Linked DNA regions of Mus musculus: all the other regions are linked to region 4. Evidence: chromatin contacts called from public ChIA-PET and promoter capture Hi-C data. All regions are on one chromosome and are shown on one strand. The core of a region is the stretch at or near the end of the contact, and the rest is flanking DNA. Distances in the headings are between cores, read along the strand shown. Region 1 holds the start of Clybl (citrate lyase beta like). Region 2 holds the start of Nalcn (sodium leak channel, non-selective). Region 3 holds the start of Gpr18 (G protein-coupled receptor 18). Region 4 holds the start of Ggact (gamma-glutamylamine cyclotransferase).

Evidence for each region. Promoter capture Hi-C pulls out the DNA fragments that hold promoters and counts their contacts. ChIA-PET counts read pairs in DNA pulled down with a chosen protein or histone mark.
Region 1: a contact with region 4 is called in an RNA polymerase II ChIA-PET map of memory CD8 T cells, with 222 read pairs. The contact joins the promoter of Clybl here to the promoter of Ggact in region 4. A contact is called at or near these places in 9 of 39 promoter capture datasets (the 3T3-L1 cell line, the HPC-7 cell line, cranial neural crest and 5 more), 2 of 15 datasets of contacts at CTCF or cohesin (large pre-B cells and pro-B cells), 4 of 484 Hi-C or Micro-C datasets (the G1E-ER4 cell line, bone marrow-derived macrophages, cranial neural crest and 1 more), 21 of 115 datasets of contacts at active chromatin or transcription factors (the 230-238 cell line, acute myeloid leukemia, bone marrow-derived macrophages and 13 more) and 5 of 9 other capture datasets (adipose tissue, embryonic stem cells, liver and 2 more).
Region 2: a contact with region 4 is called in a promoter capture Hi-C map of hippocampal neurons, with 3 times the contacts expected there. The contact joins the promoter of Nalcn here to the promoter of Ggact in region 4.
Region 3: a contact with region 4 is called in a promoter capture Hi-C map of pre-B cells, with 7 times the contacts expected there. The contact joins the promoter of Gpr18 here to the promoter of Ggact in region 4. A contact is called at or near these places in 6 of 39 promoter capture datasets (the C10 cell line, cranial neural crest, embryonic stem cells and 3 more), 3 of 484 Hi-C or Micro-C datasets (CD4 T cells, the G1E-ER4 cell line and pro-B cells), 3 of 115 datasets of contacts at active chromatin or transcription factors (large pre-B cells, memory CD8 T cells and pro-B cells) and 1 of 9 other capture datasets (adipose tissue).

The regions. Positions count from the first base shown.
Region 1 is chr14:122,180,362-122,187,097 of GRCm38.p6, forward strand. It overlaps Clybl (citrate lyase beta like), which reads left to right and starts at 1,333. Exons shown (of 8, transcript NM_029556.3): 1 at 1,333-1,420. The coding sequence starts at 1,365.
Region 2 is chr14:123,625,638-123,631,903 of GRCm38.p6, forward strand. It overlaps Nalcn (sodium leak channel, non-selective), which reads right to left and starts at 1,507. Exons shown (of 44, transcript NM_177393.4): 1 at 1,179-1,507. Gm46490 (a long non-coding RNA gene) reads right to left here and starts at 6,253. Exons shown (of 3, transcript XR_001781479.2): 1 at 5,240-6,253; 2 at 3,565-3,679; 3 at 2,976-3,294.
Region 3 is chr14:121,911,169-121,917,376 of GRCm38.p6, forward strand. It overlaps Gpr18 (G protein-coupled receptor 18), which reads right to left and starts at 4,720. Exons shown (of 2, transcript NM_182806.2): 1 at 4,509-4,720; 2 at 266-1,477. The coding sequence starts at 1,443. The coding sequence ends at 448. All of the region lies in intron 4 of Ubac2 (ubiquitin associated domain containing 2), which reads left to right. It overlaps Gm46485 (a long non-coding RNA gene), which reads left to right and starts at 2,806. Exons shown (of 2, transcript XR_001781471.2): 1 at 2,806-5,849; 2 at 5,947-6,208.
Region 4 is chr14:122,910,714-122,916,896 of GRCm38.p6, forward strand. Ggact (gamma-glutamylamine cyclotransferase) reads right to left here and starts at 2,452. Exons shown (of 3, transcript NM_145466.2): 1 at 2,388-2,452. It overlaps 4930594M22Rik (RIKEN cDNA 4930594M22 gene), which reads left to right and starts at 2,317. Exons shown (of 2, transcript NR_155287.1): 1 at 2,317-2,579. It overlaps Gm46488 (a long non-coding RNA gene), which reads right to left and starts at 158. Exons shown (of 2, transcript XR_001781477.2): 1 at 98-158.

The DNA of each region.
Region 1 (6,736 bases), core at 83-2,582, 730 kb before region 4:
GGAGGCAGAGGCAGGCAGATTTCTGAGTTCAAGGCCAGCCTGGTCTACACAGTGAGTTCCAGGACAGCCAGGGCTATACAGAGAAACCCTGTCTCAAACAACAACAACAACAACAACAACAACAAAAGTTTTAAAAACTCAAACCCCCAGACCTGTGTTTTTACTGGTGGATGGATGGCCATAGAGAAGTGTAACAGGACAAAGAGTGTGATCTAGTATCTGGAGACAGACAAAGCTTGCCTGCTCAGTCTCTTAGTACAAGATATAGATGTGTAAATTAGAGATGGAATGGGTGTTCCTGATACTGCTTTGTCTCAGGCTCCATTTTGGCGGAACAGACTGGGGCCCGCAGTGGAGACAGGAAAGTGGGATGGTCCTCACTGGGTGCAGGCAGGAGAGGTCCGGGTGGGTGTGAGGGGGCCTCACAGAGGGTTTGAACAGTCTGCCCTGTTGGTATCATAAACTAAGCGATAACTCAGTCTTGCAGATATTCGGCATCTGTGCTGCCACTCTGGCTACAAAGGACTTCTGGGGTCTTTTGTTTTTGTTTTTCGGGACAGGGTTTCTCTGTGTAGCCCTGGCTGTCCTGGAACTCACTCTGTAGACCAGGCTGGCTTCGAACGCAGAAATTCTCCTGCCTCCCAAGTGCTGGGATTAAAGGCGTGAGCCACCACGCCCGTCTGGGGTCTATTTTTTAATCCAGCTTCCGACAACGACTTTGAGTGTCAATTCAGAACAAACGGAACGTAGTGACCACCAAAATCAAAACTGCAGAGGTAGAAGACAGAGGAATGGTGGAGGGTGGAGAGTGGAAAGGACCAGACACTAGGTAGGGCACCACTGGATTAGGAAAGACGACCGATGGCAGCTTCTCTCAGTTTCCGGAGACCCGCAGGCATTGGGAAGGGGCCTGTGTGGGTCCCAAGCCTGCACCTTTTCAGGTAGAGCCCATTTGCTTTGACCACTTTTAGCTTATGCACCATCGCAGGCTCACCGACTGTGTTAGGGGCACGTTGATAATAAAAACAGCAAAAAAGCCCCTCGGAAACCTAAATCTTCTCTGCCAGAGAAAACCCAAGTTTCTCTAACTCGTTTCAGAAGCGGGCGGAGCATTGGGTCACCAAAGCCTCCGCGCAGAGCCGCGCAGGGCTCGCAGAGGATTGGAGTGGCTAACGAGGGCGGGCGTGGTTTTGGAAAGAGAAGCGTTGCATGGGGCCTCGCCAGCAGAAGCAAGGTGGGGCTGAGTCTGGCTGGACTGGCCTGGGCTGTGGCAAGCGGGGGGCCGGGCTAAGCCTGGTAGGGCGGGCGTGGCCGAATCCAGCTAGGCGGGGCGAGGGCGGGGCGTAGGCGGGCCAGTCGGGAAGATGGCGTTGTGCGTGCTGCGGAACACGGTTCGTGGAGCGGCGGCGCTGCCCAGGCTGTGAGTTCAGGTTCTCTGTCCCCGCCACGCGGCGAAGGCGGTAGCCAGAGTGGTCTCTGGAGCCTGCATGGGCACTCTAGCCCGATACCTCTGTGCCTCCGGTCCTTGACCTCTGCCAAGGTCGCTGCGGCTGCTGCCTCCCAGTGGGAGGGCTTTGCGTGGACCCGGGCAATGGGTACAAACGTTACTGGGTTGGCAGGGCTGTCAGCATCTGGCATGTACCGCGCTAACTTAGGGGCGCTCTGGAGTAGCTGAGACGCTCACCCCACCTATGTGAAGCACAGTGGTTCCCAAATGTTGTTCTCTGGACCCACTTACCCAACCAAGAATGACTGAGGGTTCCAAAAAGCTTTTGCCAAAATCTGCTCATGAAAAACACTGAATTTTTTTTAGGTGAAAAGAGCATATATTTTGAAGTTTTCTTTGGTTTAACAAGAGACTTTAAGTCTTACGTCATCAGCTTTGGAGTAGATATTTGAAAAGAATTCCATGACTTGGGGAGTGGAGGCAGGAGGACGCAGGTTAAAGGCTACACTTAATCTACATAGCAAGTTTGAGGCCAGCCTGGCCTACATAGCAATACTAGTTGGTAAAGGAACTGTAGATTGTCACAAACAGTGACCCTCCCTCATGACACTTGCCTATCTGTTAACTGCACGTGTCCTGAGTTCTCCTTTAAGGTGTCTTGCCTATTGTGAGGAAACAGGATCAGAGACTGTCTCAAAGTCCCACGGAGCGATGGAGCCAGAGTTCACAGTTTAGCGTTTTTTACATCTTTTGTGTTGTGCTTCATGATTTACCCCAGACCCATGACAGGACCCATATGGTCTTAGGCACCTCATTTTCTCATCTGTGGCCTTGCACCCTGGCTGGAGGAAAATCACTCCTGGAACCTGAGTGGTGGTAAGGGAGGGGTCCTGGGCCAGCCCAGAGATTCCGTTTCTGAAGTGTGAAAGGACCAGTCCTGACCGCACACAGTCACCACTTCTAATAGGCTTGGAGCTTAGTGTAAACTCCTTTTTATCACCACCACCCTGCCCCCCATACCATGCATCATCTCTATCAAGGGCAGGTACTTGGCTTTAGTGAGCCAATTGTGCTAGTGTGGTCCTAGTAAACCCACCAGAGGATGTAAGTGCTGTCTGGGACCAGTAGGCTACTTCTGGAGGCTCCTTGCTTATTTTCAGAGTGTCTGAACCATTGCTGAGCACGCAGGGGCCATTCAAGACCAGAAATCCTGATCCCTGTTTCTGACCCACCAGCGTTTGCCCTGAGCTCTAGACTGTCATGTTATTCATGCAGTTCTCTGTGGCCATGCTGGATGTATATGAATTACTCCGCTTTCAAGGAAGGGAGCATAACTCACTTGACAGAGCCAAGAAATATAGATGGGAACACACACACCTATCAAAGTTGCTACATAGAACCATCTGTAGCTATTTCTCAAGCTACACATGAGTCCTTAGGACGCTTCCAGGTCTAACACATCACTCAGGGAGCAGTCTAACTTCTTCCTGAGGCTTGTCAGTAAAGCACCGGCCCAACTGTAAGGAAGCTCCTGCTGTCTACCACGCAGGCACTTAATTGTTCAGTCCTAGCAAGCATATGATTTATTAGCCCACACCCATTGGGAAGATGTCCACCCACTAGAAGACAGTGCTTAGACTCCCTCCAGCCTCATGGGCTCCATTTATTCCTAGAGTTGCTTAGGTCAGCACCCTTTTCTTTCTTCAAAGCCCTTTTGTATACAATTGGTGCTTTTCTTGGTCTGCATTCTTTCCAGGTACCCTCTACCCAACAGACGATTTAGTTTTTACATTTACTTTATTTAGTGTGTGTGTGTGTGTGTGTATGAATGTTAGCACGAACATACTGCAGTTTATGTGTGGCGGTCAGAGGATCATTTTCAGGAGTTGATTTTCTTCCACCCTGGGCTCCAGGGATGAAAGTCAGGTTGTCAGGCCTACGTAACATATAGTTTTATTGCTGATCCATCTCATTTAGAGTGTCAAAGAATTTGAGCCATACGGTGTATAGTCTTTTTAGATTGGGTTCTTTAACAATAGGCATATACAATTCCTTCATGTCTCTCATGACTTAATAGCTCAGTTCTTTGTATTGCCAAGTAGTATCCCATTGTGTAGCTATACCACAGTTGGTTTAGACAGTTCGCTGTTGAAGGATATTTTAGCTGCGTCCAGTTTTTGTTGACTGTGCAGAAGTCTTCACATGCGTTTGTGTGTAGACATAATTACTGAGGAATGTGACTGTTGAATTGTCTCAGAAGGCTGTGCTTAGCTTTATGAGAAGACGTCACAGTAGCTGCACCGTCTTATCTGTGAACGAGTGTGTTACTCTGCTGACTCATCGTCTGTCATTGCTGGTTAAAGAACATTCAACAATTCTAACCGGTATGCGGCTGTGGTATCTTGTTTTCGATTTGTTTGAACCTGAAATCCCCTTAGATGATGCTGTGGTGGTTTGGATGAGAGTGGCCCCCAGAGGCTGATATAGTTGAACGTTTGGTCCCCGGGTAGTGGAACTGTTTGGAGAAGATTAGGAGGTGTGGCCTTCTTGGAGGTGGTGTGTCATTGAGGTCAGGCTTTTGTGCTACCTTCCAAATGGTGATTTGCCATCTAGTATATTCATCGTACATATGCCCCAACTATTTTGCCGATTTCTTAATTGTGTTGTGCTCGATACTGTGATACAGTAAGAATGTTTATTTGGTTTCTGTCCCTGTTTCCTGGAACACAACCCTAAACCAATGGACTCTCCTGAGTGACTTGAGTGTTGGGGGCTGCTAGGCTGTGGGGTTCAGCCCTTCTCAGCAAGTTCACGATGTGACTTTAAAGTACACCGGTGCTGATGAGTGTTTTGTCAATTTGACACAAGACAGAGAAGAAGGAACCACAAGATTGGTCCTGTCTGTTCAAGGAAGCTCCCATCAAAATCCAAAAGGCCAGGGTTTGGAGAGCATCCAGGTTGCTAAACTCATGCAGCTTTCTGTAAGGAGGTGTGCTTAGAGAGGGCATAGAAGCTTCCACCCCTCATCCATGCCCTGCCCTGTGTATCCTTCTATCTGGCTGTTCATCTGTATCCTTTCGAAGGTCTCTGATTGTAATCAGTTTCCTTGAGTTCTGTGAGCCCTCCTAGCAAATGAACTGGACCTAAAGAGTGGAGTCTTAGGAACCTCTGACTTATGGTCCGTCAATCAGAAACACAAGGAAAACACCTACAGCTTTTGCTTACATCTTAAGTAAGGGCAGACATGAGGGACTGGGCCCTAATTGTGTGGGCCTGGTACTTACTCTCTCCAGCTGTAAAATGTCAGAGCTGAGTGAAAGGATATCTAGGTGGTGTCTGCATTTCCTGGGTATGTGGAGAGCAGCCCTCCCCACAGAAAGCTGCGTGAGCCTACGGGAGAATGGGGACCCTCTGGTCATTTGCTTACTGTTGAGTTTGCTGTTAGTGTATATCAGCTACAGTCTGTCATCAGATCTGGATTTTGGAAATATTTTCTTCCAGTCTGTGGCTTTCCCCAGCATTCTCTTTAGACTATTTCAAAGGGGAGATATTTCTAATCTGTGGGTCCTGAGAGTTTCCCCTTCCCCTGTTCTTTCTTTTGGAAGGTAAATGCTGCTGTGTATGCATCTCAGATCTATGACCCCTCCAGCTGTTCTAGTCAGTTTGTTGAGGAACCTGTCCTTGCTTCTTCATCCAGCAGCAGTTGGTAGCATCTGTAGGTCTTTATGGGCTGTATGACAATGTTCCCACTGCTTTGCAGGCACTCTCTTTATGACCGTCTTGTCTGCTGTATTGTGATGGCTCTCCTGGGCCTTTCACTTTTCTAGGTAAACTTCAGAATTAGTTCGTTAATTCCACAGGCTAATTTACTGGGATTTGATCAGTATTTCATTGAGTCCATACAGTGAGTCAGAGGAATTAACATTTTAAGAATCTTGAGCCGGGAGTGGTGGCACACCCCTTTAATCCCAGCATTCACTCCGGAGGCAGAGGCAGGAGGATCTCTGAGTTCGAGGCCAGCCTGGTCTACAAAGTGAGTTCCAGGACAGTCAGGGCTATACAGAGAAACCCTGTCTCGAAAAAACAAAAAACAGACAAACAAAAAAAGAATCTTGAGTATTGAGATGGAAGTCATGGCTCAACAGTTAAGAGCACTGGTTGCTCTTGCAGAGAGGACCTGGGCTCAATTTCCAGCACCCACATGTTGGCTCACAACTAGTAACTCCAATTCCGTGGGATCTGATGCCCTCTCTGACCCCCTTGGACACTGCATACACATGATATACAGATATTCATGCTGGCAAAAGATTTATACACATAAAAATAAGCCACTTTAAAAAGTGGAGACATGCCAGGCAGTGGTGACACACACTTTTAATGCCAGCACTTGGGAGGCAGAGGCAGGTGGATCTCTGTGAACTCAAGGCCAGTCTGGTCTATAGAGTGAATTATAGGATAGCCAGGGCTACAACAGAGAAACCTTATCTCAAAAAAACCAAAACAAGTAAATAAAATAAACAAGTACACGCACATATATGTGTATGTGCCGTTTTCTATTTAAGTTATTTTGAATAGTTATAGTTACATTGTAATATACACCCATCAGCAGAATATAGAGTTTACAGTTACATTGTAATGTACACACATCAGCAGAATATAGTTTACAGTTACATTGTAATATACACCCATCAGCTGAATATAGAGTTTACAGTTACATTGTAATATACACCCATCAGCTGAATATAAAGTTTATAGTTACATTGTAATATACCCATCATCAGTTCATCCATAGCATTTTCTGTTGCCTCCAACCCCGTTGAGAGGAAACTGCCTCGTTTTTTTCAGAATGTATCCAATCTGGATGTTGCATTGATAGTGTTCACCCCTTGTTTTGCGCTCTCTTAACTGGCCAGGAAGAACGACGCTGCAACAGGATCCTTCTGCACACGTTTATTCAGTCCTGTTTCTTCTTGTTTATATCTCCCTTGTTTATATCTCTCCCGAACCCTGGGCCTCTCACTCTTTTATACTCTCAGTTCCCATCCACGCACAGCAGGCCACGCCACCTCACCAGGCACGCAGCTTCAGCTAATCAGGGCAGCAGGGGCATATCTCCATCAAAATGAATTCACCAGTATCCTGGTACACCTGCCCAGCTCTCAAGATGTTTGTGGCTTATATGAGGAAGTCAGGTGCAAGTCATACGACTTAGCTGCAGTCCCTGGCGTCTTTGGGACTGCCGCCACACCCGCTCCTCACACCCTTGGTTTGTGGCTTCCTTCACTTGGC
Region 2 (6,266 bases), core at 257-2,756, 710 kb after region 4:
TAGAACAGAACGGAACCAATCAATTCAGAAATCAATTTCTGAGGTTGTGGAGATTTGAGAAGGCATGGCTCTTATTTGGATTGTTGGACAATCTGGATATAAAAAGACTCCTGCTGTTAAGAAACTGCCACAGTCCCTGCTCCTCTCCCAGGTAACAAAGACACAGCAGAAGCTATGGAACAAGGAATCAAAAATTTAAAAACAAAAGCAAAAACAGCTACCTGTTAATTTTTGATCCCACATGAGAGATTACAGGAAAAAAAGCCACAAGGGGCCTCACTTCCCATTTCCCACAGGGAAATTGAGGAAATCTTCCAAAGGTCATGTGTGTGTGTGTGTGTGTGTGTGTGTGTGTGTGTTCACACATCCTTCACAATACAGTCCTTGGAAATTTGGGCCCAAAGCTGATTTTTTTTTTCTAGTAAAGGACATAGTGTCCAGGTTCGGGGACATTATGTTGTCTAAAGAAACATTAAAGTCAGAGAAATAACTAACCCCTAGGTCACAGTTCTGGACCCATTTCCAGACTCTAGCCAGGCCTTCCAAACTGGGCTCTTAAAGGTTCAAAGACAAAATGCAGTTGCTTTGGCAAGTCCAAACTTTGCTTGCTGATAAGGGTCACTCTAATGACAGCTGCTCAAACAGAACAATTAATAAAATGAGAGCAAATTAGCAAACAGCAGTCCGCAGGATTATGGGATTGGGCAAGGCCCAGAAGGCCTTCCCAAAAGCTGATGGAGCAGAGGTACTCCCCAAACCCTCCTCCCAGTATTGGGTTGACCCAGGTGAAGGCCAGAGGCAATTAAGGCCTTTAGCAATCAGGGCCAGCATAGTGAGGGTCTGGATGCATGTCAGCCCCACCCCCAGCCACCTGCTTCCCCCACCTCCAGCACCTGCTGGATGCCAAGGCTGGGCAGGCCCCATCCAGCGGCCCAAGGCTTCCCAAGGCCCACTTGGGAGCAACTTGCACGGGGGGCCAGAGGGCGCACAGTGGCGCACAGTGGCTCCCAGAGTCCCTTCCCTGCGCGCCCAGACTGAGCTGTCTGCCGCCTCCTGGATTCCCAGAACCCTGCCCAGGCCAGGCCCCAGCGAAGGGATAGCAGGACGCCTCCCGGCCTCCGGTGTAAGACGCTGTGCCCGCCTTGCCGCAGCCTCCAGGGCCAGCGGCCATAACCAACCTGTAACCGCAGCGCGCGGAGTAGTCATGGTGCTGAGGCTGCAGCGGCGGCGGCGGCAAGCGGGATCCGTGCGGGGCGCGCCGGCCTGAGCGGGTGGGGACGCGGCCCCTCACCTATGGCGGCTCAGTCAGCTCCGTGCTGGTTCTGCACTAGCATCTGCCGCACGAGCGAGGGGCACGGAGAGAGCTGCAGGAGTCCTGGCCTTGCGTTTATTCGCTTGCCTTTTGCTGTTGGCTTTGCTGCGCGAGCTACGGAGGATGCTCAAGGCAGCGCCGCCGCAGCTGGTGGCCAGTGCCAGGGTCCGTACTTGCAGGTGGCTTCCCTCTCTCCTCCAGCAGCCAGTCTCAGCAACAGCTGGGCAGTCTTCTCAGGCTGTTCTAGGGGCTCCTGCTTCTCTAGGCCTGTGTGCTACTGTAGTGCTACTTTATGCGCTCCTAAGTATGAAATTGCAAAGTAATAAATACATCAGTAATGTTTCAGTCTTTTAAATATGTCACCATGTAGATAGAGGCTAAAGGGTGTTCGTACATGGTTAACTCTATACTCTATTTGCAGCACCAGGGTAGGCTGAAGCTGAGGTCTTGTAGGGAATCCAGTAGAATAAGTGTAGGGACATTTTGCATCTCAACTACCTTGTTCAGGCCCAGGAGACACCGTCCACTGCACTCTCATTCCTAAAGGTTTATTTGCCTACAGTCAGCTTTAGCAATCATTCAGGAGTTCCCAGCCTGTGATTTCACTATCACATATACACAAAAGTATGCCTTTTGCAGTTGTCTTTGAAGCACAAAGGATCAGATGAAGCTTCCTCTAAAAGGAAACTTAAGTGAAAAACAACTGCCTGTCACAAAATGTTGTCTCTCTAGCAACCAACATAAAATTTCACACACACACACACACACACACACACACATACACACACACACATTTTAAACAAGCATTTTCTAGCCTTATATATTTAATTTCCCCCCTTTACAAAAAAACTAATCTTTACAACCCTATTAGGTTCTTTGTGGAGTTTTTTTTTTTGTTTGTTTTTTTTTTTTTTTTTGTTTCTCTTGTTGTTTGGTAGGTTTTTGTTGATGTTTCCTTAAAGGGGCATGTTAATAATCAGTGTTTCACAATATATAGAAATGTGAGATTGTTTTTTCATCAAATTGCTAAAAACTTCAGAATTACCAACTGTATAAAAAGCTGTAATTCAGACAAAGGATTAAACATTTTCATAATAAAATTAAAAATAATTTCAATACTGGTGTCTTAGTCAGGGTTTCTATTCCTGCACAAACATCATGACCAAGAAGCAAATTGAGGAGGAAAGGGTTTATTCAGTTTACACTTCCATACTGCTGTTCATCACTAAGGAAGTAGGACTAGAACTTAAGCAAGTCAGGAAGCAGGAGCTGATGCAGAGGCCATGGAGAGATGTTCTTTACTGGCTTGCTTCGCCTGGCTTGCTCAGCCTGCTCTCTTATAGAACCAAAACTACCAGTCCAGAGATGGTCCCACCCACAAGGTGCCTTTCCTCCTTGATCACTAATTGGGAAAATACCCCACAGCTGGATCTCATGGAGGCACTTCCCCAACTGAAGCTCCTTCCTCTGTGATAACTCTAGCATTTGTCAAGTTGACACACAAAACCAGCCAGTACAACTGGTAAATCCACAACTAATTTATTTTAAGTTTTATTACTGGTTCATTTCATCATCTCTGTTGCTACTTCCTTTTAAAACAAAAAACCTAAATAGTACTTTATTGCTAGTGTTAAAATACATAATGGTATATCACTCTTGGGGTTATAATTATAAATTAGAATTCTAGAAAAACATGATCATGAAACATGGTAACACCAAGATTTTGATAAAAAATTGAACAGCATTTTTTCAGTAGTGGTTTTTCACTATCTCAGCAATACTCTACATCAGACAGGCACTTCAGAACCTGCTCTGTCAGTAATTGTCATATCTCTACTGACAAATCTGATTCCTGTTTAGGAGCTACACATAGTCCCATGGTTGATGCAGTCTTTAAGAGTCTACGGGACCCAAGCAAAGTCCGTGGGATTCAGGAATGTACGGAGAAGCTCAACACATCCTTTCTGTAATCCAGGAATTCACTGTATAAAAAAAGAAACCATCGTTACAGAAGCAGACACTTGTATTCCAAATGCCTTACTAATCCACTCTACCTCCTCATTAGTCCTTTAATTTTCTTTCAGTCAAAATGGGAAAACATGGACAAATGTCTTCTCCAGAATTGCTCTTTTGTGAGTTCATGTGATTCACAGATTTTTCCATGTATTGCAATGTTTTTTTGACAAGTTAAGTTCAATTTCTAACATTTGAATACCTTGAGATTTTCGATTTATTATACAATGTTGAGCTACCTGATCAGGACACATCTGTAACCCAGATAGTAAGAAGCAGCTGGGAAAACCCCATGTCTCCTTTTTATAGGCATGCACAGTCTCCATTCACCTCTTCTTGCTTCAGCTTCTTGTCCTAGAAAGAGAAGTTTCCATGTGTGAGATATAGGGTTAAATTTGTATTAGACAGTGTGAGATAGAAGGGGAAGCAGTATAGATTCAGGGAGTTGTGCAGCAGAGCAGGAGAAGCCAAAACAATGTGCAACTTATACTGAAATCTATGGCTTCTAGGAAGTTGTACTCAGACCCAAAACAGTGCTTAGAAATCACATGACAGGAAGAATTGATGCAACCAGGATGCTTGCTTCTGAATAACTCATCTGTTCCCACTGTTTATATCTACCCAACACTGTTATCCCCTTTGAACTCATAGTGAATTACTAAGAAAAGAGTAACCATGTTAAAAGAGAAAATTTTGGATCCTCAGGGGGGATGTTGCGTAAGCCATGGAAATATGTCCACCTGATTCTACTGGAGAAGAATTCTAGTAAATTACAGTTCAATTATATGTGATATATAGGTATCTTATGCTTAGATAATTGTTCAAGGATCTTTGAATGGCATGGTCTAAATCAGTATACACTTATTTGTGTGATATGATTTCAAGACCTTCTTGCCTTTGGTTATTGATAAGATTATTTTTCTATTAGAGACTCTTGGCATATGAAAATAAAGTTTAAATAGACCCACTCAAAAACTCACTGATATGGTTTTTTTGGATATAAAAGTTTGTCTAGGCAGAAAGATGTCTGAATGAGAAGGGCTTAGAGAAGCTAACACAATGTACAGCGGAACTCATAACAGCTGGAGCAAGAGGAGAGACAGGTAGACATATTGCTTAGTTGTAGGGTCCCAGTGGTCAAGGTCTATGTTGGATGTTTAGGAAATCATTATAAAGAGTTTCTGTGGGGGAGACATTTCTGGTTAGTAGTTGTGCTGGGTGGTTGTAACTGTGAACATCTAAAAGTCACAACAAAGAGAATCTTAATGAGAAATATCTCTGTTAATCGAGTCTGTGGGCATATCTGTGAGGGTTGTCTTGATGGTTAATTGAGGTAAGATGATCCGTTCAGAATGTAGGTGTTGATATATTTTTTTTTATTTTACTGTATTCTTATAACTCTGACCTTTTCCAACTCTTATTTCACCCTAATTCCTTCCAAACCCACAAAGCTAGGTAGGAAATAAAGAAGTTTAGTAGAGAAGGGAACATAGACCTCTTTAGTCTACTTCCTGTTGGTTAGAGGCATTAAGTTTCTTGGGGGCCAGTCCAATCTTCATTGTCAGTATATCCAACTACTTCTTGCTGTCTCTTTGCTCAGGAACACTTGATAAACTGCAGCAATAGCAACCAGAAGCAGCAGGAAGAAGAAGCATGCCCATGCTTCTCTCAGAGCTCTGGCATTGAATAAAACTATTTGCAGCAGGAGAAAGATCATGGCCCTCGTAGTGCATGAGAAAAATCGTAATCACGTGCTGTGAACCAGCTCCTTATTCCACACCTGAAGTGAAAGCTTCTGGTTGTGTCATGTGATGCATTCTCACATGCCATTTTGCTGAGCAAGATCCATGAACGGACATGCAATGTTTGAAGAGAGTTTAAATAGGACTCAATGGACAGTAATGGGATGCTTACATAACTATCCTTGCAAAGCTTCGTTGGTCTTGTGTCTTCGCTGATCTTCACTTTGTTGAGAGAGGCACAGCAGAGAACTCCTGACATTCCAGCTGGTCCTGGTCACTCTTGCTGACTCATGACAATTTGTCAGAGGCCTGGCAGTTTCTGCTGTCATTCATTGCTGATTCATGTTTGGTGGCACTTTTGAACTGCATTGTTGGTATCCTAACAAACAGAGATTGGAATTACCCCAAAGAACTACTTCTAAACAGGTCCATATCCCCTTGTCCTATTTACCATCTTTCTTCCCAACCTTTAGATGGTAGGGTAGAAGTGGCAGGGGATCAAAGCACTTGAGAACTCTAAACCTACACCCATGGGATTAAAACAAAAACATAATCACATAACATAACTGGGTTTTTTATGAAACCAAATTCTTACTACATGTAGGTGTTACCATTTCATAGTGTGGAAAAATGTAAAAGGCCAGCTGAGCATGAGCAGCAGCAGAAGCAGCAGCAGAAAGGAGAGAGGAAGGGGGAGGTGTAGAGGGAGGGTGGCACAAATGCACTCATTTCTTTCTTCCTTTGACTCTGGATGCCATGTGACTGGCTCTCCTGCAGTGATCTTTCTTCTCTAAGTTGTATTGGTCAGGACATTTTATCACAGCAACAGCAATGACACTAGAACCATAGTCTTTCCTTGTCCTGAATGTTCTAGATAGAGACCTTGAATAGCTCTTTACAGATTCACAGCTCCAATCATTATTTTATAAGTTAAATACTGCAAAGGCTTTTTGTTGTTGTTGTTGTTGTTACTTTTATTTTTTTACAGTTCAGTAATTGCCCCCTCCTGGTCGGCTCATTTGAACTACTTTCTTCCCTCTCTGCAAGTCTCACATGTCTGCATCATCATAATGGTACCAGATCAGCTCTGGAATCAGAGTTCCCAGGCAGACTTTCTTATAGCTTCTGACTTGCCCAGGTTGGTGAAGTCTAGTGGAAGGCCCAGGGCAACTTTTTGTTGGGAGCCGCGCCCACATTCG
Region 3 (6,208 bases), core at 3,470-5,969, 1.0 Mb before region 4:
GTCTAAAAATGTTAAGTCAGTTAACCACCTTCTCAGATAAGGCTTGATTATGAAGCCTAATTTGAGTGCTATCCCCAAGTAATTCATGAACGTGTTATTTTTTATTACTTTGGGTTTTTGTTTTTTTTGAGACAGAGTTTCACTGTGTAGCCTGGACTGGCCTTCCTACGTCTTCCCAGTGTTTGTTTGGATCACAGTCCTGACCACTACACATGGCTCATGCACATGTTTCGTACAAGTTGTCAGATAAGAATGAATGAGCATATCAGAATACTCAGTTTTTAATCATGTGGCTAGAATACACAGAATACCGCAGAAGTTTTTAAAGTTCATCATTATTATTTCTCTTTGTTAGAGAAGGGACTGGATAGTGTAGAATGCTGGTTCACCCGAAAGTAGATAGGAAAAGAATTTTAAAGAGACTGAAGACTGGCAGCTTGCTCTGACTCAAAGCATCTCACTGTTCATGTTGCTAAGTGACCGTAAACTGCCCGATCGGACACTTTTTCTGCGAACACTGCGAAGGTAATTGCGGTACAGCATGACGCTGATGACTCGAGCCTGGAACTGTTTGGAAACGATGTAGTAGAGGACTACATCGAGACAGGTGCTGAGGTTCATGAGGAAGGTGGTGAAGGCTCCCCAGGGGCTATAGCTGTTCTCCTGTCCTTGTAGCATCAGGACGGCAAAGCAGATGTGGAAGGGCACGAAGCAGACGAGCACCTGCAGCAGGAGGGTCATGATGATCCGTATGGACTTCTCCTTGACCTTGGGCTTCAGCTTAGACGTCTGCCCTCGGAGGAGACTGTGAATGATGACCACGTAGCACCCGATCATGATGAACAAAGGGATCAGGAAGAAAAATATGAGTCGCGTGAAGTTGAGCACGTTGACAGCTTTTAAGTGGGTGATGTCGGAGATCTTCAGGCAGGTGGCTGGGGAGGAGGCCTTGTCTGGGTCTTCGTAGAGCAGTAGCAGGGGGACAGTGGTGGTCAGGGTCATTACCCAGACCCCCCCACACGCAAGCACGGCCTTGCCGGTGTTCTTCAGCTCCTTGGCATATTTTGGCTGTACGATGGCCATGTATCTGTCAGCACTAATGAAAGCAAGAAGCCACAGAGCGAGGCTTGGGTAAAACACCACCAGGGCCCCAAGAATGTGGCAGAAGTACTCTCCAAATGGCCACTCGCCTTTTGCATAGTAAAACATCCGAAAGGGCAGACTGAGTATAAATACGAGGTCCAGTAGTGCAACGTTCATCATGTAGATGGTCACTGTGGTTCTTTTCTTGGTCGTACAGCTGAAAACCCACAACGCAGTGACATTAACAAACAGCCCAATCAGGAAGATGCAGCTGTAGAAGACTAGGGCTGCGATTTTGTATTCCTCTGGGTGTGAGCCATTAGAAAGATCAAGCTGGTTGTGATTGCTCAGGGTGGCCATCTTACAGCAGGCTGGCTCCCATGGTATGTAGAACCTGTGAGGATTGTTGAGAAAACAGGGGTGAGAACTTTGGTTAGAGGTGGAGACCGCAGAGCCCAGGGCTGCTTTCTGAGGGCATTTCATACTGAAGACTCCGAGTGCGTGTTTCAGCACTGCGAGAACACACCTAGACGTCACTGCCACTGTTGACTGCCTCTCTAACTGACTACTCGTTTTTATTTTTGGAGCACTGGGCATTGGACACAGGTCCTCTGAATACTGTGTACTCACTGAGCTATGAATTCCTGCCCATCTGCCTGTCTGACTCCCCCCGCCCCCCATTACTTTGGTTTTATTTTGAGACAGGGTCTCTCTATATAGCCTTAGGTGTCCTGGAATTCAGTATTTAGATCAAGCCAGCCTCTAGCTCACAGAGATCTGCCTGCCTGAGTGTTGGGGTTAAAGGTGTGCACTCCTATACCCAGTCCTGGTCTTTATAATGTACTGGTCAGTTCAGATGGGTCCAAGCCCCAAGATGCTCTAGGAGACTCATCCAGTTTCATTGACCCTGCTCATCTCTCTCTTCCCCAAATAATCAAAGTACGAGACAGTAGGACTTCTCTGGAGTAATGGGAAAAGGGCCAGTCTGTATTTTAAATCTTATAAAAAGGCTTGCCAATTTTTATTATCTTTATTCTGTTTAAATACTTTATAACTCAAATAAGTAGTGATCAAATACTTTTCATTCACAAAATATAATCATAACTTACAAAAATATGAATCAGAAGAACCAAGCAGCTGGTAACTGATTCTCATGTGTGAGCAGGTAGGAGCTTTGGCTTTCTCTCTTTGCCTTTGCTGCCTCTCCAGCACATAGTGGGAGATGCTGAGTGGACCGTCCGTGAAGGGAATGGTATTTGGTGAGGTAATGCAGCTCTCTGGCTTGTCAGTCAAATCTGTTGGCCCCACCCCCTTTATCGAAGTTTCAAACACTTCTGACTAGTGTCCTGTATTCTCTTCAGATGATTGTAGGTCTAGAATCACTACTGTGTCATGGTCAACTGGAAACCTAGAGCAACAGTTGGGAGTATCTGGGGCAGGGGCTTCCACTACCCAGGGTCCTGGAATTTAAGTGCAGTTACATCAATGCGACATTGAGTTGAGAAGGAGCGATTTGAAGAGAAGTTTCTTTGAGTTAACCACTTTCGTACTACTGGCCTGCCTAGATGAACATAAATTCTGTCAAAGAGAAGTAGGTCTGAGAGGCTCTAATTGTGTACAGAAACTAATAATCCCACCATCAAAAACTGCATATTTAAAAAGCAAAGGATTTTTTTTTTTTTTTTTTTTTTTTTTTTTTTGGTTTTTCGAGACAGGGTTTCTCTATGTAGCCCTGGCTGTTCTGGAACTCACTTTGTAGACCAGGCTGGCCTCGAGCTCAGAAATCCTCCTGCCTCCCGAGTGCTGGGATTAAAGGCGTGCTGGGATTAAAGGCATGCTGGGATTAAAGGCGTGCGCCACCACCGCCCAGCTAAAGCAAAGAATTCTAATAGTGCTTATAAATATGGTGCTCTCAGTGTGACATTCCCTTCCCCAGGGTGCATTAGCCAGTAGAGGCTGTAAAGATACTTCATATGTAGAGTGCAGCCTGGGGGGCATCTCTCTGAAATAGGAGGGTGGATAAGGAATTTTCCTTAAGAAAGTCACTTTGCAGCGTGCTGATGTTTAATTCAGCTCTGAATCTTTCTTTAGTGAAACAATAGGGAGGATTAACAGCCTGTGGCTGGCTGATGAGAGTTAGTTTGAACAGTTGGGTAGACAGGACCAGGTACTGTGTGCTTTCTCCTTTGGTCCCATTGTTGTTTGCCACATAATTGGCTTAAATGTGATTTTGGAATAAAATCCTATATATCTAAAAACCTGTATTAAAATTTCCAAATAAGGCTGAGAATGGTAGCAACATGCTTTTAACTCTAGCACTTCTGAGGCAGAGGGAGGGGGAATCTCTGTTTGAAACTAGTTTGCTCTACATAGCACCCCCAAAATGTATATAACTAGAATACTAGTTTCTACGCAAATAAGAAAATTACTGCATAGTAAGGTTAAATCTTTAGTATTAAGCAAAGGAGACTTAGAGGCTTAAACACTGTGGTCTTTAAAGAAGCCTCTGAGGTATAATGAAGTCCTGGTCTTTCCTCTATCACCATTCTCCCTGGTGTTGTCATGAAAACACCTGTATCTACAGGCTGTCCTTCCCTGGCTGCTTTTCTGTAGTCCACCTGCCCCAGTTTTCACTGTGCTCAGTGCGATGCTCGATGCTTGTGTCTCTGTATTACCATCCGGACTATGTTCTGCACGATTTTGAGCGAGTGTTGAAAACCGATTGTCTTTCAGGTTAACTTTTGAAAACTTAAGTACCATGACTATCTGTAGGTTTTGTGTTTTTTGTTTTTATTTTTTTTTAAATTGAAGCCAAGTAATTTCATGAAACAGTAATTGAAACTATATGACAAAGACATTGAATTATGTTATGATGTACTATGTCATCAACATAATGTGTTAAATGACAGGGGAATGAGAGCGAGGCCTCAGTCCTACACCAAGAACTACTAGCAGCTTCTGTGCTAAAAGTGGGAGCAATAGGCCTCCCTCAGGAAGAGCCCACCAACTGGTTATCCAGTACTAAACGGTCAGCTCTGAAAACACGTGTGAGTAACACTACACAGAAAAGCAGGTTATATGTATTTAGGTGTGTGTGTGTGTGTGTGTGTGTGTGTGTGTAACAACAATTAAGAGAAGGAGGCCATGAATTTGTAAGCGGTTAAGGAGGGTCACGTGGGAGGGTTTGGAGGGAGGAGAGGGAAGAAATGATGTAATTATATTGGAATCTCAAAAATAAAATAAAAACATTTAAAACTCTACACTTAACTATTAATAAAAAATATTGAAAATGAGCGCTGAATCCTGGGAAAAGAATAACCAGTTGTTTCAAGGTCTTCATCTGATGGAACAGAAGTTTTGAGTTTAGTAAACACAACATTACTTCTGATAATGGTTTGCCATGAAATTAATTGAATGCAGCTTACCTCCTGTCTGTCAAAGGCTGTCTGAGAGGTGACCGTTTGCCGCTCTGCCCAGTCCCAGAGAGAGAGTGCTCAGAGTCGCCTGTGTTAGGTAGGTGGTGTCTCTGTGCTGTGTCTTGTTGGAGGGTTGTTGAGATGTAGTACCGATAGTGGGGTTGGTCTGCTGAGCTCTGAGCACTGCTCTGCCGTTTTCAGGAAACGCTCTGAAATGAGACACTCAGCGTGGGACTTTACCCTGGATGTGGTTTTCTCTTTCACAAGTGATTTGTTTATGAAGTCCTGCTCATCTCGGGCTGCTCTTGAAACAATGGCATATCTTGAAGAAAGGCAGATATTCTTGAATTAACTGCTTGTTTTGATGTTTGAAGTTTGTGTCACTTACAGGCAGGAGATTTGACACTGGGCAAAGCAAGGTTCAAAGCCTAGCTGCTTTCTAAGCTCCTCGACTTTGTCTAGCCTTTTGTTGTTCCTGTGTAGTTCCTATCCAGTTGAAATGCATAGCACTCATGTGATAGGATTGAGAACTCCTCTCCAGAAAAGTCCTGCCTGAAAGAGAGCAACTGCCACCCTGCCACCTCGGTCACCTGTCATCTTCTCCATGGCCCTGCTCTGCTCTGCTCTGCCCTGCCCTGCCCTGCAGATCTGTTCCTGGATCCTGTAGGTACTTCCTACACTTTGTCCATTTTCTATCTCAGGGAAGACTTGCAGTAATTTTTTTCTTGCATGAACATCCATGTAAACCATGGGAAGGACTGGGGAATTTACATGTAGCTGGAAGAATTTATATGTAGCAGTGTTCTCAGCTGAGAAGGGAAGTGAAACCCACAGAAGGGAGGATTGGGCAGCCCAGAGCATCGCTGTCTAGCTACTCTGAGTTTAACTTTCTCTTTAAAGTAGCCCAGCCCTTGTCCAGTTCTAAGTATCTCTACATTGGCTACACATTATTTGCCAGCCTTTAAATGGTGCCTAAGCTTAGCTGCTTCTGTGTCTATAGTGTGAGCGATTTAAACTGGCTCCTGTCATCTTGTCTGTCCTGTTTTGAGACGGGGCCTTACTGGCTGCTTTGGAGCTGTGTTGACCAGGTTGGCTTTGAACTTACCCTGGTCTTCCTGTCTCTGCCTCCTGAGAGCTGGACTCCAGCTGTCAGCCACCACAGCTGCCACAGCGTGAACTTGAGGTAGTTTGAGAACCTTGCTTCTTTTCCCAGAAGTGCTAAACTTTCATTCTACAAAAGGTACTGACGTTAGCTGTGCTAACAAACCACTGGGTGCCGTGGGAGCCTTCCAGAATAATGTGCTATAGAGCCACTGGAGACCACTGCAGCAGTTCCTGTGTGGGTGAGAGGTGATTGCCTTGAAACCTTCTCTAGACATGCTTTGGCATTGCCAAGTTACATCATAATTGTTTTATATGAAGTTATGTTTTTTCATATGCTACACAGGTCAGCCACATGGATACCTCTTGACTGGGACCCAGTGTGTTCTGTGAGAAGGTTTCTGACAGGAAGTACTGATTGTGCTGCTACAGTCAACAGATGAGGAGCCTGGGGTGTCTTCTCATTAAGACTTGAGTCTTCCCCGTATGTAGCATTCTTAGTTGAGAACTTGCATTTCTTAGTGCAAGGTGCCCAGGGCAGATTTGGAACCTCCCAAAAGCTTGGCAGAACCCACCTGTAGACCCTCCCTCTAACCACCTCACAGCTG
Region 4 (6,183 bases), core at 1,202-3,701:
ACATGGTGAACACCATGTCTGGTATCTATCCATTTGTCACTAGTGATTTTGTTACAGTCAAAGACCACACAACAACAACAGACTGAGTAGCCCTTACCTGAAACCCATGGGACCAGAAATTATTTAGATGCTGGAAGTTTTCAGATTTTGGGGTGACTTAATTGAAGAGTTAATGTCAAGCATTTCTAACATAAAAACCTGAAATACAAACAGTGTGAAATCCAACACTTTTGTCACTTAGGAAAGTTTTGGATTTCAGAGCATAACAAATTTCTGTATTAGGAATGCTCAACCTATGTACTGACACTAGGGCCACTGGAGTTCAGAATTTGCTTGAGACATTTGCCAGTTAGCATACGGGGAAAGTGACCAGAGATTCTAGTAAGGGATGGCAGACAACTCAGCTTCTGGAAGCCAATATATCCAACAGTATGTCACAGCCAACCAGAGAGTGGCACACCCAGCACATCTACTAGCTTCTTGCCTTAGGAAGCTGATGTTCAGGACACATTGTCATACTGGCAGTGGCTGGGTATTCTCTGTCAAGTATACCCTAGAAATGTGGACAAACCATTTTCTATTCTTATAAAGCAGATGTAATTATTTGAACAAATGCACAATGTCTGGTTGGTTCCTCTTCAACTCTCACTAAGCCTATCTCAAAATGTTACTTTTTCCTACTCTGTGGCTATGTAGAAGGCACTAGGGTCAACAGGAATGAACAACATAGGGTAGTTCTTATCTAGCTGGAGTCTGAAGTCCAGCAAAGAGTCAATAGCACATAAAAATTACCAAATAATGTGGCATTGAAACAGGTGAAACAGATGCCCAGCAAGCATACCACTAGGACAAAGAGGGGAGATAGATACCCATGGCTATAGGGGTGGGACAATACAGGGAAGCCTTTGACTGAAGGATGAGTGTTAGTCAAGATGCTGGGTGGTTATTGTTAGCTCAGAGTCTCCAAATAAAATTTCCAGTATTTACTGGCTTCAGATGGGGAATGTTCTAGAGAAGGCTGCTAAGATCATTTGATGTCGTCTTCCTATTGCTACCTTCCCATGGACCATGTCCCTCTTCAAACATGACAGCACTAGTCTGTAGGGCAGAGGGTCCTCTCCCCTAACAAGACCCTGGCCAAGGCCAATAAAGAGTCATCCCATGACTCCTTTTCAAGCTTTGACAGACAGAACTGGAGCTCTCAAAAGTTCTTACTAGATAAAGAAGAAACTTTTATTTGTTTTGGTTTTGATATTTTTTTGATGTAAGATCTTGCATATCCCAGGATGGTCTGCTTTAGCGTTCTGAGTGCTGGAATCACAGACATAAGCCACCACACCTGGCTTGATCCTGTACTTAAAAAAAATTAACCTTTGCAGGGTTTTGGTTTTGGTTTTGGTTCTGTACCACACACTGCCATCCACTAATGACCACCACAGACAGACGTCAGTCCAGCTCACCACTTCACACAGAAGGGTGAATTCTACCACTGAGCCACATTCCTAATCCCAACTTGGTCTGCTTATTTTCCAGTGCTGGAGAGCCAATCTTGGGCCTTTTGCATGCTAAGGACATGGTTTGTAAGTTCACTAGTTTAAATAAAAGGTTCAGTACAAAAAAAAAAAAAATCCACCAATTAACTTTGCAAACTAGCTTTTAGAGAAAAATGCCCTCTATTGTTGAAGTCTGGCCTGCTTACTCAGGGACTTCTCAGAGAAGGTTCAGGAAAATGAGGCCAAACTGCAGAGTTCCTCACTTAGCAAGCACTTCAGTTACAGGAAACAGACCAGGAGAAAGACTTCAATTAGAAGAAATCTTTTAACATAAATAAATGAGCTTGGAGTTAAGCTAAGTTAAAATACACGCACACCTCAAATGGGTTTTAAGCGAGGCTGTAACGTTATAACTCGTTGATTAGAGTTAAACAGCAATAATAACCACGGATAGAATCAAAGGGATGGATCGCCAAAGTTCCAGGCGTTTTACTACTGGTTCCAAAGGAAATCCAGATGTGAAACGGACCAACAGAAGTTGGTTTAGGATTCTTTTTCAGGTTTTGGACTCTTCACACATAAGTGACTCCTAAAGTAAAATTAAAAAAACATTTCTTTTGAAAACCGCTAGCCACATTCCCTTAGGATCTTAAGCTACCTGTTGGAGCTGTCTGTCCCGCGAGAGCAAGCATCAGCTCCGCTCCGGTAGCAGTCACAGCACGGGCCGCCCGGGCAGCTTTCCGGGGTGGGGGTGGGGGGTCAAATGCGCGCTCCGCCCAGCGCGTTCCGCCAGGCAGACCCATACGCCGGGACGCTAGCGGACATTCGCTGGCTGGTGACAGAGTCCCTAAGCCGCCCCCAGGCTCCCAGTCCCAGCCCGCCTCGGCGCCTCACCTGCAGCGGTCGGGGGAATCACGAGGAGCGCGCCCGGACCACGGAGCGGAAATGCCCAGCTGGGCGGGTGTCGCAACCAAACCGCCCCGGGCGGCGCTCCTGCTGGTCTCTCGCCGCTCCGCCCGCCCCGGCAGCGCCACGGAGCGCACCTGGCAGCGCGCACGCCACTCCCCATGTGCCGGAACCGCGCAGGTAAGAACCCGAAGCCACATTCCTCCGAAATGCAAGCAAGCAAGCTCCCCACCACCACTCCCACCACCAGACACGGGCTCGACTGCTCCCACCAGGTTCAGCTCTACATCACACATGCTTTGACTCCACGTTAGACCCAAACACGCCTAAGATTCACTACTTCAGAGAGACTCACCCCTTCACATAGACACTGAGGTGATGCTAAACTCAGATCTGAGGAAGGCTCCACAGGACAATTAAGGCATCGCATCTGCTCGTACATATCCCTACGGGATACAGGTAACTGTAGCAATTCTGCCTACTTACCAACTCTTTTTAAAATAAAACTTGTTTAGGAGCTAATGGAAGAACTAGCTTTCCCCTACATCCTACCCTTAGGACATAAGATGTATGAGAACCAAAAGCTGAGGGCAATTTTTTCTCTAGAGATCTTTATCATGGAAGGATGTTCCTATGGCAGAATGCAGGCAGGCGTGATGCTGGAGAGTTCTATATGTCCCTATCGGGATGTGAAAGCAACGTCACAGAGATGGTGAGACTAGAGACCCATTGTCTCCTCATCGAGACCCAAATTAACTATATGACTACTGCTTTTCCTTTCATCATTTCCCATCCCTTTGACTTTGTGTATGTGGAGTACTTGAAATCGTGTTATATTCTTGGTTTTCACGTAGCATCAAATGATGCTGAAGTGGTTGTATTTTAAATAGATGTCCAAGTCTACAAGAACCCTGAACAATCATCACATTTATAAACCACCAATTTTATAGAAAGAGGACCATGAGAAGGAAAATGGGGTCTTAAAGGAGGGCCTGGGAAGGGGAGAAACAGGGAGTAATAGGATTACACATGACATCAAAGATGGGCAGGGATGAGGGAAGGAGGCATGGAGAGAAGAACAAAGCAGTACTACGAAAGTCTCAGAGCCACTCATAATGCGGCAAGCTAATTTACAAAACTAAATCGTTGAAGAAGAAGGTTAAGGGTCTAAGTATGCTTGAAGTTACTCCTTTACCACAATCTCATTTTACAGTGGAGAAATCAATAAAACCAGTAGTGGTCCCATTGTATTTACTGGAAGCAACTGGGGCACAAAGTAAATAAGCAACTAATCCCAGGTTCCAGGTAAATATGGTAAAATCAGATTCATCTGTCTTTGATAGTCACTGAACCTTTAAAAATGACTTATGATATCTTAGTTAGGGTTTCTATCGCTGTGAAGAGACACCATGACCACAGCAACTCTTATAAAGGGAACCATCTAACTGGAGCTGGCTTATATTTTAGAGTTTAGTCCATTATTGTTATGGTGAGAAGCATGGCAGCATGAAAGCAGACATGATGTTAGGTAGCCGAGAGTTGTACATCCAGATAATCAGACAGCAGGAAGAGAGAGAGATACTGAAAGCCCAGCCCCTGTGACACACATCCTCCAACAAGGGCCACCTCCAATAATGCCACTCTGTGTCTATGGGGGTCATTTTCATTCAAACCACCACACAAGCAAGAAAGCTGACCCTGAGATTCATGGTCTTGTTCCAAAGTTCTTCCAACCTTATCACCTTGTTTGCTGAAAAGTAAATTCTACCATGCAACTACTTTTATCTATCTATCTATCTATCTATCTATCTATCTATCTATCTATCTATCTATCTAACTAGTGTATATGAGTATACTGTCACTATCTAAAGATGCATCACGAGAGGGTATCAGATCCCATTATAGATGGTTGTGAGCCACCATGTGGTCACTGGGAATTGAACTCAGAACCTCTGGAAGAGCAGTGGAAGCTTTTAACTGCTGAGCCATTTCTCCAGCCCTCCATACATACTTTATCAGAATGTTTTTAGAATTTTTTAAAATGTGTTTTGCTCTTATGTCTATGTATTACTTAAACTTCCTCATACTTCTGTGAAAAGTTTTATTTCCCATTTTACTAATGAAAGCTTGGTAGACGCAAAGAATCATCTTAGCATCTCATAAAAACAAGCAAAACAAACAAACAAAACCCCTCACCTTAACAAAGTCCAAGTATCTCAACGAGGCAATTCTTTTTGTAAAATGGGTGCACCAAGAACCAAACTAAGCTACTAAGCACACTAGGGCCAAGATGGCTCCCATTCATTATTTCAGGCGTAGGTGATGACTGAGTCTCATCCCATTGTTGAGAGAGAAGTCTCACACTCTGATATGATTGGCTAATCTCACAGTGGTGTTACTGAGAGTTTGCTACTGAGTTACCTTTGTAGAGCTGCAATCACAAGTTACCACAAACGGGTTGGAAATTTAGAATTTTAAAGTTGGAGGTAACCAGAATATATAAAAGTGGAAGTCTGTGATATCATTTGAAGTTTAGTGCTGTGTATGGGACCAAGTTGGGGAAAGGAATGGCATGTTTCCTGATGTCAGTCAGTTGGTGCAAGTGTAACAGTGAGGGAATGCTCCAATGGCATGACACTTGCTAGGCAGGGTATTTAGCATAGCCTTTGTTATGATTCTGACCAAAGGGTAGTCCAGAAGTGGATAAACACTATTGCAGATGTGTATGGCAAATTACATTTCCAAAGGTAGCCCTGACAAACATTTCTCTCCATTGACAAACTTTGTTTTCTCATCCCCACCAGGTAGGGGTGATGGAACAGGAAGGCAAGAACCAGGCTGGGTAGACCCACAGACCTGGCTAAGCTCCCAAGGAAATCTAGGTCGGCCTTGAATTGGACCAGGCTTAGAGATGTTGGGATATCCCCATGCCTGCCACCATGAGACCTATTCCCCTTCCTCACTCCCTTTACTAAATATCACTAAGTAGCTTAGGTTGACTTGGAACTTGCTATGTAGTCCAGTATGACCTCAAGCTCACCATTCTCCTGCTGTGTATCTCCACATCCAGCATTGTATATCTTCCTTAAAAATCTAAAGTCCTTACATTATATCATAACAAATTCAACATCATCTGTAGTATTTAATTTAAACTCAGGACTCGTGCAATTTTTGCTTAGATTCAGGTGGAACTATTTATTTTAGAATTCTTCTAGGTGTTTATGTAACTCACATGGTCTCACAGTGGGAGTCACATATTGATCCCAGTCAGCAGTGAGCTCAGCTTTCTGGACTTGCCTCCCAGCTAATGGTTTTATTCACTGCTGCTCTTTGCCTGAATCAATTAATTCATTTGGGACAAAAACCCAAACAAAGGATGATTTTCTAATCAACATTCTTTCAACATTTATTATGAGTAGCTCTGATTAATCCATCAAGAAGACTCATCCGCTTGCTCTGGCCACTTGCTAATCCTGTGATCTTGAGAGGCATGCTGAGTCCAATTTTCTGACAGGTGTCTGAGTTGTCCACCCCAGAAAGCCTCCGTGAAAGCAGAGAGACTACAGCCTTTGTGGGTCTCCAATGACGTTAAAAATTAACCTGAATGCGATAATTAGATGCAATAAATAACTAAAATCTCTAGACTGGCACATATATTTGTGTCTTACTATACTCTAGAGGCATACTGCCCAAAAGAAATGTACAGTGAACACAGCTACAATTTTTTTTTAAATGTTAGTTCTTATGGTGTTGGGGCTCAATCCTAGGACCAAGTGCATGTTAG